Linked DNA regions of Oryctolagus cuniculus: region 2 is linked to region 1. Evidence: chromatin contacts called from public Hi-C data. All regions are on one chromosome and are shown on one strand. The core of a region is the stretch at or near the end of the contact, and the rest is flanking DNA. Distances in the headings are between cores, read along the strand shown. Region 1 holds the start of CASP10 (caspase 10). Region 2 holds the start of CLK1 (CDC like kinase 1).

Region 1 (4,834 bases), core at 1,251-3,750:
CATGTTTCACAGTCTTTTGTATGATCAAACATGGCATAACTTAAAATCTCCAAAAAAATTAGCAATCAAAGAATACGATGAGTATTACAGGGTAAATTTTGAAAATTTCTCCCTTCTCAAGTTCACTAACTTGCTTGTCATAAGTTGTTACTAGAGCCCAAAGAAAAAAATAGAATGTCTGGGGGCTTGGGAAAGAGAGATACGGGTACTTTTTCTGCTTTTAAATGTGACTGATATGTCAATAATACTAGTCTCTAGTAGTTACGTTAATATTAAACACATTGCTATCCATTCGCAATGCTTGTACGGCCTTTTACAAAGCACATCCTCAAACAGCTGTCTCCTTTGGTTTTCACAGACATCCTACATGGGAGACACCACAAAGTCCACTGGAAGGGACTCCAGGACTCCCTCAGAAATCGCCACAGATCATCCTCACTTTGCCATTGTTTACCACTCCTCATTCCCTGGTTGTGGCCTAACGTTTTTATCTAATAAAACATAGTGGATATCAGTAACACTTAGCATTGAGTTCATGGTTACTACGCCAAATACAGGCCTCAGGCCAATGCTCTGTGCATGTTACTTCATTGTATTCTCCCAATAGTCCTAGAAGCAAGCCATAGAGCTCACAGGTAAGAAAACACAAGCTCAGAGACTGTTACTCTGTATCCCCCATCACAGGTTGAGAAGGAGAATCAGTACTGGAATCCAGGCCCATCTGACATGAAAGCAGATGTTCTAACCCTTGGACAATACTGCCTCCCGCAAGAAGGAAACCTCCCTGGAACCCGTTTCCAGCAGCTCCTGTCACCGCCAAGCAAAGCAGTGCTCAGGCAAACCCCGTTCTCCGGGAAGCACTCACCATCTCGGTTCTGGGCATAGAATCTCTCAGAAGGAAGGTCATGCTCTTTAAGGTGTCTGTGTCGATGGCTTCTGCCAGTTCGTAGAGCATCTTTCTGAGACAGACACCCAAAATGACAAATGAAGTCTCACACTTGCAGAAGACACCTCAGTCAGTCCAGTGCTTTTACAAATATTATCCCTTTGAAGGATCAACTCTGGGAGTGGCGTATAGGCTTGAAAACAACTTTGAGTGTCTATGTGGCCCATTCACACAGTAAGCCTCCTGATTCAGGTCCAGTGCTGTTTTCCATCACACTCGGAAGACATAAAATACAATCTCAGCTTGGCCCCGCCCTTGCACCTGCCATCATGTGGGCCCGCCCTAGAAAGTCTTTAGAGGTCTTTGGCAGAGAGGGCCTGATGGCAGCCAATACTGTGTTGCCCACCATGTGTTGAAAAAGAAATGAAACCAGGGCAGGCACTTGGTACAAGTTAAGACACTACTTAGAACTCCCACATCCCAACTTCCTGCTAACGTGCACCCTGGGGGACAGCAAATGGTGAGTCAAGTGGTTGGGTCCCTGTCACTCACATCAAAGACCCAGGTTGAGTTCTGGGCACTGTGGAAGAGAAAACAAAAGTGGATGGAAGATACCGCTCTGTCTCTTTCAGATACATAATTTTTATAAAAGGAAGGAACTACCTCAACATCAAGATAGTCACATCATCTATAGCCAGAAAAAGCTGAGTACTTCCTCCCCACACTAACATCCCTCAGAGTGGATCTAGGAACTTCTGGAATTCATCATTCCTTTCACTGACCAGGGTAGTTCAGGTTCCAAAGAACTGAATGGTTCTAATCACCAGGCCATAAAACACTTCAGAGGCCAGTATGGTGGCGCAGCCGGTTAAGCTGCCGCCTGCAGTGCTGGCATTCCCAGTGGAGTGCGGGTGGGAGAACCAACTACTTGGCTAACGTGCCTGGGGAGGCAACGGATGACCCATGCACTTGGGTCCCTCCTACCCTCCCACCTCATATCAGAGACCCAGATGAAGTTCCTGGCTCCTGGCTTCAGCGTGGTCCAGCCCTAGATCTTAGCGGGCATTTGGGGAGTAAACCAGTGGATAGAAGATCTCTCTCTCTCTCTCTCTCTCTCTCTCTCTCTCCCCCTCCTACCCTCCCTCCCTCTGACTTTCAAATATCTGACTTTCAAATAAATAAATAAACAGACCTTTCACAGCCGAAACAAAGCCCAATGGCTAGACCGAACATGAGACAGAAACCCCTCCTCCCAGGCGGTCTTAGTCCCAGCTCACCTGAACAGGGGCACCTTCCTTCTCTCGGGCAGCAAACGCTCCACTTCCTCTTTGGTGTACCTGAGGTGCTGCAGCAGTTTGATCTGCTTGGTGATGTAGAGGAGTTCTGCCAGGACGAAAGGGTCCTCTTCTTGCAGCAGCTTGTACGTCAAGAGGAGTTCAAAAATATCCAAGGCGGAGCTACACTTCTCCAGCTTCTTTTTGGAGACCAAGTCCAGGCAAAGAAACTTCAGGCTCTCCACTTCCTGGCCCCCCAGGTGCGAATCGATCGTAAAAAGTATCCTACGAAAGTTTTCCTCATCTGAACTGGAACCCAAGCTTTGATCTCCAGATGCCATGGCTGGCCTGAAAGAGACAGAGACGGAGCAGGAGGTTCAGGAGTGAGGACACAGGGCACCCTGACTTCCTGGCCCCTCCCTCAATCCTGGCCGCTTCTGTTCCAGGCATTAGGCTTTCCCAGAAGTGCTGAGAAGGAAAACTCACTGTGAGGCTGCTTCAAGAACCAGCATCCCAGAAAACTGGCCCCTGGCACTTGCAAGTTCCCCTAGAAGGCTTACAGGGAGTTGTTATTTAGAACTCAATATACTCTGATTTCTTCTTTTTCAGTTTTATTTATTTATTTCAAGGCCAGAATTGAGAGAGAGAGAGAGAGAGAGAGAGAGAGAGAGAGAGAGAGAGAATGAATCTTCTATTCACTGGTTCACTCCCCTAGATGGCCATAATAGCCAGGACTGGGCTAGGCCAAAGCCAGGACCCAGGAGCTTCATCTGGGTCTCCCATGTGGGTACAGGAGCCCAAGCACTTGGGCCATCTTCCACTGTTTTCCCAGGCCATTCCCAGGGAGCTGGATTTAAAGTGGAGCAACTGGGACATGAACCAACACCCGTATGGGAGGCCCGCATTGCAGGCGGTGGCTTTAGCTGCTACACCACCAACACCAGCCCCCATACCCTGATTTTTTTTTTTTAATTTTTTGACAGGCAGAGTGGACAGTGAGAGAGAGAGAGACAGAGAGAAAGGTCTTCCTTTGCCATTGGTTCACCCTCCAATGGCCGCTGCGGCCAGCGCGCTGAGGCCAGCGCACCGCGCTGGTCCGAAGGCAGGAGCCAGGTGCTTCTCCTGGTCTCCCATGGGGTGCAGGGCCCAAGCACTTGGGCCATCCTCCACTGCACTCCCTGGCCACAGCAGAGAGCTGGCCTGGAAGAGGGGCAACCGGGACAGAATCCGGTGCCCCGACCGGGACTAGAACCTGGTGTGCCAGCACCGCAAGGTGGAGGATTAGCCTAGTGAGCCGCAGTGCCGGCCCTGATTTCTTTTAAATCAAAGTGTCCCCAGTGAGACATGGCCAAGGGCATCTCTCAGGCCTCCAGCCTCGTTGGAGCTCTTCACTTCAAAATTCATTTCCACAAAATGGCAGACACAGCCCAAAGGATCTGTGCTTTAAGCGTTAGACATAAAGCGAGTGCATGACAGTATTTGTTACAACCTAACTCCCGACTGCTAACTGTAACAGGACAGGCCTGTCTCATAGAAGAGGAAGCTGTAACCCTAAACCCCAAAAGGAAAAGCTGATTTTAGACCAGACCTGCTCGAATCAGTGTAGAAAGTTACACATTACCTAAGCAAGGTGTCTACCTGGCCAGTTTGTCAACTCTGGAGTTCTCTGTACTAAACTTCATTCTAAGCAGAGGAGCAACGCATTGATTAAGTTTCCACCACAGTAGTCATTCTGAAAGGATGGGGGCATCTATTCACCATGCCGGACTTGACTGCTTTCAGAAACAGAAAAAAAATACTTGCTAAGGGAAGGAGAGCAAAGCAAAACCCAAAACCTCAGCCACAAAAGGCGGTTATATGGAGGGACCCAGAGATAACAGAAACTTTCTAGGCTCCCACCTGACTTTCTCAAACTTCAGGCAATGCACATATATTACTTCTGTTGTTAAATAAAGCAAACACACACACACACACAGAGTCTCTTCCAGTGTGATCATCCTGGGAGTCCTCTCTTCTAACAGCCCTGAGGTGAGATGATTGGTTTCTGATAGCTGCCTTCCTCTCTCGGTCTTACCCGGTTGCTTTGCAGTTGCTTAAAGTTCCTGATCTCCAACTTTAGTGAATCTACGAGATTTTGTCCCTGCCTGTGGATCAACATATCCCTTCAGGTAAAGGGCTGGATTAGAAACTTCCTGGTGTTTTAGTTGATTTCAATGAACTTTCATTTTCCCTGCATGTCCGAGGACCCGGCGCCCAGATCGTGCCATTGCGGTCAAGAGTTTGGGCGAGTTGCTAAGGACAGGAGGCAAAGGGAAGTTCAGAGTGGGAGCCCCCAGTGCGGTGGGGTGGAGGTTTACATACCTGCTTCCGTTCAAGTTCCACTAATCCTCTGAAGGTCAGTGGTGCGCAGGGAAACAGCCTGAAAACGAAGCCGGCAAGAAGTCAGAATTCTCGGTGTGCTCCGTGGTCACCAGACGCCCCATCGGCGGGGGAAGAGATCCCGGCTGTGCCACTGAAGACTGAATCATTTGCACTGGGTAACTTGGTATGAATTTCCTGCTGATGTCATCACTGCCTCTCTGCTTTCTCCCCGCCCCCCGGGTTAAAATAACCCTGGCAAACAGCGCTCCCCTAAAGGCAGTCACCTGCCTTTCCCATTGTAAAGCTCGGGATG
Region 2 (4,834 bases), core at 750-3,249, 310 kb after region 1:
TTTGTATACTCAGAAATTCTAACATGGTCCTTTCCTCTTAAGGAAACTAATTGCCTTAGATATTTAGATATTCTGTTTCAATCTTTGGAAACTTTCACTTACTATGTTGTTTCTCTTTTAGGGTAATAGATGGTCTGGAGACTCTAGATGAATTGGAGAAGTTACCAGTAAATGAGAAGACATATCGACCTCTGAATGATGTACACATTAAGGACATAACTATTCATGCCAACCCATTTGCTCAGTAGCTATATTAAGCCTGGCAAATACATGACACACTGTTTGTTGGAACACACCCATTGTGGTTTACCCAGTTTTAAATATGTCAGAGATTGCATCATCCTTCTTTCTGCTTGTTTACAACAAGATCTTCTATGAGCTGGTGATGCCAAGGAGAGCCCAGTGGCTTTAACCCCCATTCCTACAGCATATTGTTTACTACAACTACTAGCCAATGTATTTCTTTAATATAAAAAGCCTGTTTGATTGTTGTTGCCTATAAATACTCATTTTTAAATGCTGACCCTCAGTTAAGTACAGGCATTTCTGTCTTAGAAGTAATATTTTCTATTATGGAGTTAAATTGACGGACAGGGTAAAGGGATGGTCTAGAAAGGCAGTGTTCTGGTCTTTGGACTTAATAAAAGCTCTAAAAAGTTCTTAGTGTACTCTAACAATATCTCACATGTGATTTACTCATGGAACTTTTTTTAAAGTATATCTTTTGGGACTGGCATTGTGGAGTAGTGGGTTTTGATGCTGGTATCCTATATGGGTTGCACTACTTCCAATCCAGCTCCCTGCTATTGTGCCTAGGGGAGCAGCAGAGGATAGCCCAAGCACTGGGGACCCTGCATCCATGTGGGAGACAAGGAGGGAAGCTCCTGGTTCCTGGCTTTGGCCTGCCCCAGCCCTGGCTGTCTTGGCCAGTGAATCAGCAGATCTTCCATCTGTGTCCCCTTGCCTCTGTAATTCTTTCAAATACTCTTTAAAATTTTTTTTAGAAAAAAAAAAGGCGTATCTTGGAGCTCTACAGATTCATTTGAATGTGCAGTAAGCTTGGTAAAAGCAGTTGTGGAGTCCTGGTGTGTGCTCAATCAGCTGTGTCTCCGCAGTGTGATTTTAGGCAGGATAACATCTCTGTTTTCTCATCCATAAATATTTCCTCCGAAGCCTATGTGAGGATTAATTGAAATAGTATGTGTAAAACTTCTGGCATGCAGTTAAGTAAATAAAAGCTGCTCCTAACGAATCTGTGTCTACCACAGGGCTCTCTTGTTATCAAGCCGGTTTTCAGTAGCAGTGTTGATTTCACCAAGAACCAGAGTCGCCGGCACTGCCCAGATCGGCTTGATTAGACTTGGGGCATTCCTAAAACACACCAAACACTGGCTTCTTGGGTTTCTTCTCCCAACGCTGACCTAATTAATGTTTTGATTCTAACTGCAGTTAGTTGGTAGTTAGCTTGCAGCTCTCCTCTCCTAATTCTAACACACTAAACAGAGGCCATTTGTACCAAGGCCTCACATTTTGTTTCATCTTTTTAATCATTCTGGTTTGTGGGATTAGTAAGAAAGCTTTTTTTAGCCAGAGCTTTTTCTTTCTTGGCCATTTGATACTTCATACCTTGCGTCCACAAATGTCACTAACATTTTTTGTTGTCACTCTTAAAAGGCCTGTATTATTAGGACATTTCTGTATTAACCTGCATTCCAATTTTTATTCTAAACTGCCAGTTTTTAAGTGGTGCCAATATGTTTTAAGAGCTTATTTTAAAAATCCCTCCTCGTTACAGTCATAAAAATATCAGGGACAGGGACAGGGAGGCACACTTACTGCCTACAAACACCATTTCCCTCCCCAACACTCCCTAATCCCGTCAAAGCAGCCCAGGAGCAGCAGCGCAAAATGGCCGCCCTCCGTCCTGCCGCTCGCCCCGGCCGCCCAGTCGGCGCCTGCGCACTCGGGGCCGCGGCGCCCCGCCCCGCGCTCGTGACGTCATCGGTGTTTTCGAGGCGAGTCCCGACGCTGGGACTGTCAGCTCCATTTTGTGCTCGGCGCCCGTCGCAGCCAGCTGGGTGCTCTGCGTTGTTCACCTTGCAAGCTTTGCTCCTCCAGCGTGGAGTCTGGCGGAACGGTAAGACGCAGAGGGAGCGCACCAGTGCCAGGGCCGACCCCGTGAGCGCGGCGAGCGCCCAGCGACGCCTTCCTCGCAGCTTGGTGGCCGCCCGCAGGCTCGGGAGACGACGGCCGCAGCTTCGTCTGCAGGCCGCACCCAGGCGGCGCGACCGTGCGCCCTGCAGAGCCCGTCGCCGCCGGCTTCTGCTCGCGGGTGGTGAAGGAGTTGGTGGCACGGGGTGCGCTGGTCGAGGCGCGGCCTTCCGCAGAGGGGGCGGCGGGGAGGGTCGGGCCCGGTCTCCCGCGGGCGCCATGTTGTCGTCTGCAGTGGCCGAGCTGCAAGATGGCGGCGGGGCGGAGCCCGGACTTCGGCCTCGCGCCGAGGTGGCCGAGCTGCCCGTGCGGCTGGCGGCCGCGTACGTTCTAGAACGTGCGGAGATGGCGGCGCTGCGGGCGGACAAGTGTTGGTAGAAAGCGGGAGCCGCGACAGGAATCGGTGACCTTTAGGGAGATCAAGACTTTTGTGTCCCCCTACCCCCGTGTTGGGGTGACAGAGGCCGGATTGAGGGGCGCGGGGGACTGTGGTGCGTTTCAAGGAGCGTTGTGGGGACGACGGGCGGGTCCCGCTTGACCGTTTTGATCCGGAATTGCAGGCGGAGACGTGCGCGGGCCCGGGCCGTACGAACGGAGGTCAATCTTTTTGACCGTCAGCTATTTTTTCAGCTTGTTAGGGGTTGTCAGCTTTCGTGGGCGGCCTTTCCTGGGAGGAAGGGGGCTTCACGCGACTCCAGAGAGCTTGGATCGTTGACTTGCGTGCGTGCCGAGAGTCCTTGGTGTACAGAAATACTTTCTGTCGACGATTCTGAGGTCACGGCGAGGAGCACGGATGATGGCATTAGAGTTGGAGGCTGGCTTCTGACACAGGTTTTTAGAGTTGGTTGTGTTACCGGCCAGCATGAGTAAGATTTTACTCAAGTTGAGAAATGGGGATTCACACCCTTCCTTTTTAACAATTCCTAGTATTGTTCCAGCAAATCTGGGCATGGGTGGATAGGATAATGCAGTAATTGGATTTATCGGTGTTTGCAGATTGGATGACAGTAATTCCGAACTTGAAAGAACAATTCCAAAAGGTCACAGCTGGGCTAAGTTTGCAAAGAAGAGATCTATTATTAAACAGCTCGGTGTAGGGTGCAGCTTAACTGGGGATAACTTGTCTTTTATGTAGATGAGACACTCAAAGAGAACGTACTGCCCGGATTGGGATGAAAAGGATTGGGATTGTGGAAAATGGAGAAGCAGCAGCAGTCATAAGAGAAGGAAGCGATCACCTAGCAGTGCTCGGGAGAACAAGCGCTGCAAATACAATCATTCTAAAACATCTGATAGGTAAGGGTGTGCTTAAAAGTGTCGCAATGCAAAAGCACATTTTATGGTAAAAGTATCACACAAACAACTGAGACCAGGTGTTGAGCTGAGTGGTTAAGACACCCACGTTAACAGTTTCAAAGGCTGCGGTTTGATTTCCTGACTGACCTCAGAGGCAGCTGTGGTGATTCAAGGGCGAGTTCTGGCTCCTCTAACAAGGGCCCCAGACCCAGCCTACCACTTGCAAGCATTTAGGGAGTGAACCAGCCAATAGGAGCTATCTGCTTCTCAAGAAATAGCTTGTAAGGGGGATTACCATTCCTTTGTTCCAACGAGAGATGGTATTTTATTTTATTTAAATTTATGAAGCACAGAGCACAGTGGCCTGCCTGGTGCCAGAATCCAAGAAATCAGTCCAGTTCTCCCAGTATGGCTAGCAGGAAGCCAGTAACTGAGCTGTCACTGTTGCCTCATAGGGAATAGTGGGAAGCTGGAGTCCAGAGGTGGAGTGGGGACTTAAACCCAGGCGCTCTGATACAGAATATGGGCTTCTTAACCAGCATCTTGACCTCTAGACCAAACCGCTGCTCCCTGTGAGATTTTGTAAACTTTGTGTGCTCTGGCGGGTCGGGAGCATAAGTGTTTTACTGAAAAAGATAATAAAACTGGAGGATATTTGATATTGGCACAAAACATTGAAAATGTTTTTTTCCGTAGCTATTATTTGGAAAGCAGATCTATAAATGAGAAAGATTATCATAGTCGACGCTACATTGATGAATACAGAAATGACTACAGTCAAGGATGTGACCTTGGACATCGCCATAGAGACCATGAGAGCAGATACCAGAACCATAGTAGCAAGTCTTCTGGTAGAAGTGGAAGAAGTAGTTATAAAAGTAAACATAGGATTCACCACAGTACTTCACATCATCGTTCACATGGGGTATGAGCCGTTTTAAAACATTTTGGGAATTTTATATCCCATGTGGAACAGGAATATTTGAATTTGTGTTTGAGAAAGTTCTGTTTGAGATAAAGTCATCTCAATTTTAACTTGCAGGATTTTTTTCTGTATTTATGCATTGGATAGGAGATTCCTAAAGTATAGTAGATACACGTATTTAGTTCTATACTAGACTTAATTATTGATTGGCTACAAATTGTCATTCCATTGAAATTGTGGAGGTTATTGAAAGTACTTGAAGAAATTGATTTGTTTTAATAAGCTCCAGTATAAAAATAATAGGCATTTTATTTTTGTAAGATTGAGGATTAGGCATGCCTCTTTGTAATTAAATAAAGCATGTTATCTAATCCTTTTCAGTAAGAACATAAATGAAATTTA

Evidence for each region. A called contact is a pair of places that touch in the nucleus more often than the background predicts.
Region 2: a Hi-C map of an unstated tissue shows a contact between it and region 1, with 2.4 times the contacts expected there. The contact joins the promoter of CLK1 here to the promoter of CASP10 in region 1. A contact is called at or near these places in 3 of 6 Hi-C or Micro-C datasets (embryonic fibroblasts, skin fibroblasts and an unstated tissue).

What each region holds. Positions count from the first base shown.
Region 1 is chr3:38,826,814-38,831,647 of mOryCun1.1, forward strand. CASP10 (caspase 10) reads right to left here and starts at 2,501. Exons shown (of 7, transcript NM_001099966.1): 1 at 2,164-2,501; 2 at 866-959. The coding sequence starts at 2,501.
Region 2 is chr3:39,141,128-39,145,961 of mOryCun1.1, forward strand. It overlaps CLK1 (CDC like kinase 1), which reads left to right and starts at 2,000. Exons shown (of 12, transcript XM_070070418.1): 1 at 2,000-2,137; 2 at 3,347-3,507; 3 at 4,204-4,432. It overlaps PPIL3 (peptidylprolyl isomerase like 3), which reads left to right. Exons shown (of 7, transcript XM_008258946.4): 7 at 122-674. The coding sequence ends at 248.